Regions from separate parts of the Mus musculus genome. Here region 2 is linked to region 1. The links are chromatin contacts, called in public promoter capture Hi-C maps. All regions are on one chromosome and are shown on one strand. The core of a region is the stretch at or near the end of the contact, and the rest is flanking DNA. Distances in the headings are between cores, read along the strand shown.

Evidence for each region. Capture Hi-C pulls out chosen DNA fragments and counts their contacts.
Region 2: a contact with region 1 is called in a promoter capture Hi-C map of adipose tissue. The contact joins two enhancer-like sites. A contact is called at or near these places in 3 of 39 promoter capture datasets (hematopoietic stem and progenitor cells, hippocampal neurons and liver), 6 of 484 Hi-C or Micro-C datasets (the G1E-ER4 cell line, Sertoli cells, bone marrow-derived macrophages and 3 more), 6 of 115 datasets of contacts at active chromatin or transcription factors (craniofacial prominence, effector CD8 T cells, embryonic forebrain and 2 more) and 2 of 9 other capture datasets (adipose tissue and liver).

The regions. Positions count from the first base shown.
Region 1 is chr5:122,172,806-122,177,144 of GRCm38.p6, forward strand. It overlaps Ppp1cc (protein phosphatase 1 catalytic subunit gamma), which reads left to right. Exons shown (of 7, transcript NM_013636.4): 5 at 1-150; 6 at 341-475; 7 at 1,250-2,468. The coding sequence ends at 1,339. Among named protein-coding and RNA genes, the nearest start is that of Ppp1cc, 17 kb to the left of the region's middle. Within about 2 kb of position 2,761, at least 35 of the 459 cell types and tissues checked have an H3K27ac peak or open chromatin away from gene starts, as enhancers often do. A contact at or near this core is called in adipose tissue and embryonic stem cells, where this site is marked.
Region 2 is chr5:122,316,090-122,320,909 of GRCm38.p6, forward strand. It overlaps Pptc7 (PTC7 protein phosphatase homolog), which reads left to right. Exons shown (of 6, transcript NM_177242.4): 4 at 1,022-1,145; 5 at 3,625-3,754; 6 at 4,727-4,820. The coding sequence ends at 4,785. Among named protein-coding and RNA genes, the nearest start is that of Pptc7, 34 kb to the left of the region's middle. Within about 2 kb of position 2,207, at least 92 of the 459 cell types and tissues checked have an H3K27ac peak or open chromatin away from gene starts, as enhancers often do. A contact at or near this core is called in adipose tissue and embryonic stem cells, where this site is marked.

The DNA of each region.
Region 1 (4,339 bases), core at 1,511-4,010:
CTTCTTTGTGATCTTTTGTGGTCTGACCCCGATAAAGATGTCTTAGGCTGGGGTGAAAATGACAGAGGAGTGTCCTTCACATTTGGTGCAGAAGTGGTTGCAAAATTTCTCCATAAGCATGATTTGGATCTTATATGTAGAGCCCATCAGGTACTGACTTTGACTTTACATGTACACTTAGAGCATGGGTGTGAGCCGAGGCTCCTTGTTGATTTTGGTGGGTAGGTATGGCTTGCCACACAGTGTGCCTCCGGGGCGAGCGGCAGCAGGCCGAGCTCAGTGGGGAAGGAGAGGGGCAGCTCGTGCCCCAGCTGCTCACACTGACACGGTCTCTCCACAGGTGGTTGAAGATGGCTATGAGTTTTTTGCAAAGAGGCAGTTAGTCACTCTGTTTTCTGCACCCAACTACTGTGGCGAGTTTGACAATGCAGGCGCCATGATGAGTGTGGATGAGACCCTCATGTGTTCCTTCCAGGTGAGACTGTGGCCACTTTTCATGTGCTTGCACCTCTGCTGAGCAGGCTGCCCTTTCTTTTTTAGGAATATTTATCCCATGGAAAAAGTGTGTGGGCTCTTCCTAAAGAAAGGAAAAATAATACGGAACCTTTTCCCAGGATTGACGTTAGGTGTAGTTGAATTCTTTAAGTGGGTGGAAGCAAGCGGTGTGTTACAGTGTCACTTATAGTCAGTGCTTTTGGTGAGAAGAGGGAGTTGGGGTGCCTCTGGCTGGCCTGGAACACACCCTGTAGACCAGGCTGGCCATGAATGTAAGAGAGATTTACTTGCCTCTGCCTCCCAAGTGCCAACACATCAGCTTGTGCCATGATATCGTCTCCTGTGCTGGCCCCTGGTTCTTACATTTCCTCCCTATAGTGGGCTTGATCCATTTCAAGCTCACGCAGTTGTTAATGTTACTGTAGCTGTGGAAGTCCCGAGGCAGGCCTCAGCACTCCCCAGAGACTGCAGACTCCAGTGCCTTCCACAGAGCTTCAAGGTTGTGGGAAGCTCTAGACTTGAGTTTGTCACTTGGCCCCAGCAGAAACTGTTTTCCAGATCACATATTCTGGCTGTATGTCATGGCACTTCTCCACCAAAATGCTCAGGGACCAGTCGGTCCAGGGTATGTTCTAGAGGGCTTTTCAGCATTTAGGGGGCAGCAGCATTAGGCAGAACTTCTAGATGGAGATCTGAACAGAGCTGAGGTCCAGGTATAGCTCTCCTAAGGTTCTTCTTTCTTTCCTCTTTACAGATTTTAAAGCCTGCAGAGAAAAAGAAGCCCAACGCCACGAGACCTGTCACACCACCACGGGGTATGATCACAAAGCAAGCAAAGAAATAGATGTCACTTGACACTGCCTGGTTGGGACTTGTAACATAGCGTTCATAACCTTCCTTTTTAAACTGTGATGTGCTGGTCAGCTTGCCCAGGTAGACCTGTCTGTCGGGCCCTCCTCCATTTGATTACTGCTGGCACTTGCTGGTTATAGCAGCAAGCCAAGCACTTCATTCTCAAGAGAGCATTTTGTTTTGAACCTCTGTTCCCTTTGTGGACAGCTCTGATGATGGTGTTAAGCTGTACACCCTGGCAGGTTATCCTGTCTGAGGAGAAAGTGTACAATTGATCTTTTTTTAATTTAGTATAAGTCATGAATAATGTAAATGCCTGTTTTCTTTAGGATATAAAGAGAGCCTTAGAGTGCGTGAGTCTCTACATGTAATTGTCATAAATGCATTCTGTTGATACAAACCACTGTGAACAATTTTTTTTCCAGTTTGTTTGAAAGGGACTGCTTTCCCTCATTGTCTTGTCATGTACAAACTAGTGTCTGCAGCTGTGGCAGCAGGAGTGACCTGCCTGCCGCCAGCCCTGCCCAGACTATCTGAAGCACACTCCTTCCCACTGCACATTTAATAATGATTAAAGCCATTCTTTTCAATGTCTGTGATTCCTTCCTAAAGCCAAAGTTTCTGTTGGACTGTATGGCACGCCCTGGGGATGAGGTGGCCAGGGCATCGAGGCTGCGTGCACAGGCCGCCTCCCTCCGTGGGGCCTCAGAAGCAGGTTATTTTAACTAGCAATAGTGGTATAGTGCTGAGTAAGCTATTAATGATGGAAGTTAATGACACTTTGTACAGTTCCCATATAGTCTATTCACTGAGTGATCTTTTTACAGTTGGATCAGGCCTGAACCCGTCCATTCAGAAAGCTTCAAATTATAGAAACAACACTGTCCTATACGAGTGACCGATAATGCTTTCTTTGGCTACATTCTTTATTCTGCGGTGACATTGAGGCTTATAAATCAAAAGGAACTAACTTGCCGTCCACCGGTTTATACAGAACTCACAGTATCTATGACTTTTTTAAACTACGACCTGTTAAATGAATCTGTTTGCACAGATGCCCGTGTACAATGCCATGTGCTGAGAATGGTTTCAGACTTATTAAATGCAAGCTTGTTAACTTGTTCGTGTCTTTCTGTCAGCAGCGGCCCCACGAATCCTTTCCTGTCTTTCCATATGCAGTCCTTTTGGGAGGGGCCTGGGTCTTGGCTAAGTAGCCTGGCAGGAGGGAGGGGCTGGCTTCCTTGGAGCCCTGCCTGTAGCCTTAGTTTCTTGCTGCCTTGGTCTATTAAAGCTGCTGGTGCATTGAGAGGAAGCCAGGTAGCCCTGGTTCCTGGGGAGTGTCTTGGCCTCAGACCCTGTGTGTGGTGGTGGAGGGCAGGCCTAGATGGTGTCTGGCCTGACTGCTGGCCAGTGGGTCCTAAGGGTCAGCCAAGTACTCCCCTGGGCACTCCCACATCCCAGCCTGCTTCCTTCAGCTTGAACCTAATGGTCGGAATCTGAGCCATTGATTAGGTCAGAGGCTGTTGAAGGGCATCAGCCCTAGAGGTGGTTTGCTTTCTGTCATGGGGCCCTGAGCAGAGAAAACGTGAAGTTGATACAAGAGACACTTTAAGCCTTTCACTGTTTACCAAAGGCTTCCTCCTCTGTCTGCATGCACCCTTGTAACTTGTAACCTAGGGAGTGCCTCGTTTCTCTCAGGTTCTGGCTCGCTAGCTGGGTGAATGGCAGAGCCACAGCAAGTCCCAGTTAGGAGTGTATGGGGCGTCTCTGCTGAGTTACACCAGCCTGTGCTCCTCTGAGCTCATCATCTGAGCAAGTCTTCCTGACACCAACATAAAAAGACACAGAGGAGCCAGGCGTGGTGGCGCACGTCTTTAATCCCAGCACTCGGGAGGCAGAGGCAGGCGGCTTTCTGAGTTCCAGGACAGCCAGGGCAACACAGAAAAACCCTGTCTCCAAAAAACAAAAAACCAAAAAAAAAAAAAAAAAAAAAAAAACCAAACCAAACCACAGAGGGAGGACACGGTGCTTCCTGGTATTAGAAGTAATGAGTGTCAAAACTTGTAGAAACTGGTGTGAGACAGTCCACCATTCTGTTCATATTCACAGTAAACATGTGAATGAATGTACCATACATGTATAGCCCCCCGCCCCCCCCCCCAAAAAAAAAAACAGCACACACCTATGTAACAGGTGAAACTGGGGGCCAAGGGACAAGTGCTAATCCAGGAAGAAAGGGTGTCCTGGTTGGGGCCAGCCCAGGTGGCTGAAAGAAGTCCATCTGTCATCTGATACTTGGTGGTGGATAAGGACAAGCTGAGAATCATTGGCATTGTTGGGTTAGCTTGGGAGACATGGGAGGGGGTGGACTGTAGAGTCCGTGTGGGATGGATTGGAAGGAAGAAGGCAGAGGCCAGGCTTCTGAAGACATGTCTGGGGAATGGAAAGTGAGGAGCACAGGGCAGTTAGGCCCACTGCAGGGTGGGGTGCACAGCTCCCTGTAGCTCAGGCTCCAAGGGTCCAGTGCCCTCTTGTGGCCTTTGGGGTTCTACACACAGGAACATTGAAAAAAATTTTTTTTTCTTTTTTGGTTTTTCTTTTTTTCTTTTTTTGAGACAGGGTTTCTCTGTATAGCCCTGGCTGTCCTGGAACTCACTTTGTAGACCAGGCTAACCTCGAACTCAGAAATCTGCCTGCCTCTGCCTCCCGAGTGCTGGGATTAAAGGCGTGCGCCACCAAGCCTGGCTCAACATTTTTAAATTTTTAATCAAAAGAAAAGGCTCGGGGCTGGTGAGATGGCTCAGTGGATAAGAGCACCCGACTGCTCTTCCGAAGGTCCAGAGTTCAAATCCCAGCAACCACATGGTGGCTCACAACCATCTGTAACAAGATCTGACGCCCTCTTCTGGAGTGTCTGAAGACAGCTACAGTGTACTTACATATAATAAATAAATAAATCTTAAAAAAAAAAAAAAAGAAAAAAGGCTCGGTT
Region 2 (4,820 bases), core at 957-3,456, 140 kb after region 1:
ACTGACTGCTCTTCCGAAGGTTCTGAGTTCAATTCCCAGCAACCACATGGTGGCTCACAACCATCTGTAATGGGATCCGATGCCCTCTTCTGGTATGGCTGAAGACAGGAACAGTGTACTTACATTTAATAATAAATAAATTAAAAAAAAAAAAAGGCAAGCAACCGTCCTCCTGCCGCTGGTGTAACCCCATGTTCTCCAGGAGGCTCTTGGGCTAGCTTCTCTCCAGATTGATGGATGCTCTGAGCTTAGAAATCTTCAAGTGTGTCTGCCCCTCTTTACAGAAGTAGTTGTATCCACCACATATTCCTGCCTTTTCTATTTAACATATTACAGATTTTCTCTCAATTCAGAGGGTTATTCTGTTTGCAGTATGCCAATTAGCTAGTTTCTTGAAGCGTTCCATGTCAGGGTGGGAGATACACAGCCCTTAACTGTGCTAGAGCCTCTCTGGGCGCTCATGTTCTCTGCGGGCGGCTAGCCTCCTGAGAGCCAGAAGGGGCGTAGTGGTGTGGGTGGGAGAGGCTGGGATCAGAGACTGCAGACTGGACAGGAACACTCCCTTGCACATAGTGGAGGTTAGACCTGCCTCAGGAGAGAGCCTTCCTCTTGATCCATGTGCCATGCGTGACTGGTCTCTTGGCCTGGACTCAGCTTTACTCAATGGCTTTTGTTGAGCCTTTGAAACATACAGATGATGCTGTCAGCTAGTTTTCTCAGGATTGACATTTTGGTATGACTTCATGTTGTGAGGCGGGGTTAATGCCCCAGCTGGAGCATGGAGGTCACAGGACACTGGTGGCAGTCAGTTCTCTCACTTGTGGGTGCTTAGGATGGGAGAACTCAAGTGAGCAGGCTTGCTGGTCTTCCCCTTGTCTGCTGACTCGCTCGCTAGCCCAGCTTCCTTAGTTGAGGCCATATTTAAAGCCTCCTGACATTGTAAAATGCAGGTAGCAGGGCCTTTGGCACATACCTGCAGGGCTTCCTTCACCTTGCTGTTCCTCCTCTGTCCTTGCCACAGCCCAGACGCTGCTGATAGCACATCTTTCGATGTCCAGTTAGGAGATATCATCCTGACAGCAACAGATGGGCTCTTTGACAACATGCCTGATTACATGATCCTCCAGGAGCTGAAAAAACTGAAGGTAAGGAGCCTGGAGGCCCTGGGAGCTGCCGCTCTGCCCAGTGCCCTGTCCCTATGTTGGTTTGGAAAAGACTGTTTTTTGAACTTCACAAAATGATGGGTATACTATCCCAGGCGATTACAATTGGGAACATTAGAGGAGAACTGGGGGAGCCCTTGGCTCAGCCTTCCTCATAGGGTGGTCCAGGGGAGTCGGAAGTTGCTTTGTTTCCTCGTATCTTATGCACCTGCTTATGCCTCTCTCCTTTTCCTGTCACCACACACCCTGCGGTTGCTGAGGCTGGGAGGTCAGAAGTGAGACCAGGCAGCAAGGAGTGTGGGTGTTGACTAGAGCTATCACTGAGGGAGAGTTTGGCCTCTACCACAAAAGGTGGCAGGACCAGAAGCTGGGCTTTCCAGATTCTCTTAGCCCAGAGAAAGTTCTGGCTGGCAGACCTGGCCTTCTTCTCTGGCACCTTGCCATTCTGGCTTGGGGTGTTTCTTCTACTGTCCAAGCAGTGCCTCCTTGCCTGTGAACTGGGAAGAAGAAAAAGTCTTCCCCTTCAGGGTGGCAGGGAAGAGTAACCAACACCATGGGGAGGAAGTCCTAGCACCGTGCCTGCCCTGTGGTGGTCGCTTGTACTGGGGCACTGTGTGCTGACAGCCGTCAGCAGGAAGCACTCGGCCCACCCTCCGGGGCTTCCAGTGCAGAGGAGAACGGCTGGGGAGGAGATAGATACACAATATAGGCTGCTGGCAAGTGAGCAGGGTTAGAAATAAAGGGGACTCCTATCTTAGATTGGCTAGGGAAGGCCCCTGTGAGGAGGCGGCCTAGACGCACAGACCTGTTGGCTTTTCATTTTCTTTATGAACTTTGCTTTTTAAAAATATTATGTGTATGAGTGTTGCCTATGGAGGCAAGAAGAGAGTGTTGGATCCCCTGGAACTGACGTGAACAGTCTTGTGGATGCTAGGAACCAAACCTGGGTCCTCTGCAAGGACACCAGTACTGTTGATCTCTGGAGCCATGCCTCCAGCTGTCCTAGCCCTCTGCTGGTTGAAAGATGTAGAACCTTTGATGGCAGGGCTGAGCAGAGGCTTGTCCTCCAGCGCCCATTTTATAGATGAGGAAGTGGAAGTAGCTAGGACAGGGCATGGTCAGAGAACGCACAGCAAAGCAAGAGTCTGCTATGGCATACAAAGCCTGCAGGCCAGTCTCAGCATAGCCAGCACCAGAGCACCTCTTACTTGAAAAAAGCTAATATGGCTAGCTAGGTGTTTTCCCAAACATGGGGACTTCTGAGGCACCATGAAAATGTGGCCCAAACCCACCTTTTCAGACCATCCCATTTTAGCAAGAATACCTCAAAAATTTCAAATGGAAGACCAAAAATGAAAATCTTAATTAAAAATGTGGAGCCATTTCAACCAAAGGTTCAGGCAGGGCCTTGATCTGACGGGCTTGGTCCCCGTAGTGCTGTCTCCATGTCTTTTCTCACTGGATAAACCTAAGTGCTGGGGGAGTGTTCAGGTGAGTGTGCTGCCTGCCGCAGACCATCTGGGTCCCTTTGTCTGCGTGGAGCGGGTCTCTGGGTGCAGATGGGCAAGGAGTTGGCGGGTGACAGACAGACCAACACGTGAGATTGTGTAGAATCTGAATGTATTTTGTCATGTTGAGCATCAAACTTTTTATACCGAAGAATAACAAGAAACCAGGCAAAATACGATCCACCAAGTTACAGTGATGAAATACAAAAGGAATGTATACATCAAAAGAAGGCGGGGACCAGGCTGCTGCCACTATGAAGGGAGCCAGGTGTAAAGCTAGTCTATTGTTAAGCCCACCACCAGGGGTTCTGCACTAGCAGGCCTTCTCATGAATACTGCAATACCACAATCCCCCTATTTCCTGGGTCTTTAGAAGAATTTACCAACTTGCTTCTAATATGAAGCTTGCTATACCTGGCTGTAGGGAAGATCTAAGTCTCAGTGGGATTCCCTAGCTCTATTATGGTATTCCCTTGTTTGGGTGAGATTTGTTATTGTCCTTAGTAAATACTTTGCAGACCAGCTCTGAGCTGCTGGCTCCGTTTTTTGTAATGCTTAGTTACTGAATAGGTAACTTCCTTACTGCATTCCTGCCGGATTCCAAGCTCAGTTGCTTCTGGGACCTTGGAACACTGGCGAAGGCTCTGGTTACGTCAGAATTCAATCTTAAAAGGCACTTAAAATAATATAATGCTAAAAGAGAGCGCAGGGATCCATACACCAGACTAACGTGGGAATAGGGTATGTATATGGGTTAATGAGAACGCCAAAGCTCCAGGAGGTGAGTTTCCGTGAAACTCTTTTCCTCAAGTGCTTCCAGGCTTCTCAGCCTGTCAAGCAGACTTTTACTGGAGTGTGCGTGGCAGCTGCCTACAGTGCTGCCTGCATCAAGTGTTCTTATGCAGAGCTCACATGAGGCACCGTGGTAAAAATAACTCCATCCTTCATTTTAGAATTCAAATTATGAGAGTATACAGCGGACTGCAAGAAGCATTGCTGAGCAAGCGCATGAGCTGGCCTATGACCCAAATTATATGTCACCTTTTGCACAGTTTGCATGTGACAATGGATTAAATGTGAGAGGTAAGCATTCTCTGGAAGGTTCTGAGTTCTGGGTGAAAATGTGTAGGTGTGTGTCCTCTTAGCAAGGTCGGAGGGTGGCGGCTCATTTTTCCTGAGCCGCCCTTCAGAACCGACCTTGACTGCCTGAGAGAGCATGGAACCTGAAGCCCTTTACTCCACAGTGCCCTGCTTACCCAGGGCCACATCCCCAGCAGCTAAGTTCTGCCTCCTGAGTGGCTGAGTCCAAACTGCTGCAGCAGTCTGCAGAGGGAAGTTGTACGACCCTGCCATTGGTCTACTTCCTGGTGTGACTGGGGGATCAGGCCCGTCCTGGCTGGATGACATTGGCATCAGAACTGTCTAGGGCTGCCCAGCGTTTGCTAGGGTAATATTATGACATGCTGAGCACATCTGGGCTGAGGAAATGTTAAAACAGAGGAAAGCACATGCCATAGCTTCTTGGCAGATTAGAATACAGGCTATTCTGAGTTTCCAAACACTGGACATGTTTGTCCAAATTAGGCCAGTGCGGTATGTGAGTGCTGGGCTGTAGCCGTCCTGCACTTACTCATGTGATGCTGTGGGCCGACCACAGCCACCGAGTAGGAAAGCGGCAGGGTGGGTTTAAGCTTCAGTTAAATCACAAGGTTGTAGACAACTCAAGTATGTGCTGACCCTCCTGCCTCGGCCCATCAAGTACAGAGCTTGTAGGTTGCACCGCCGTGGCCTGGCCTTGGTGCTGTATAACTGGGCCTTGTTTACTTTAGCTTTGGGAGATGGCATCGGGTAACACTGGCTCAGTTTAAACTCTCTGTAGCTGAGCGTGACGTTGAATTCCTGATCCTCCCCACACTGGAGCTTGCAGCTTTGACTCTCCAGTCTGGAGCATCAGCAGAGCAAACCCACAGAGCTCTTGTCTTCAGTGCTTACGTGAGCCACATCTCTGATTGACTTTTCCTTCAAGCACACTGATAAGTGTCATCTGTGTTTTAGGTGGAAAGCCAGATGACATCACCGTCCTCCTCTCAATAGTGGCTGAGTACACGGACTGATGGGCCACACTGGTGACTCCTGCCTTTCCCCTGTC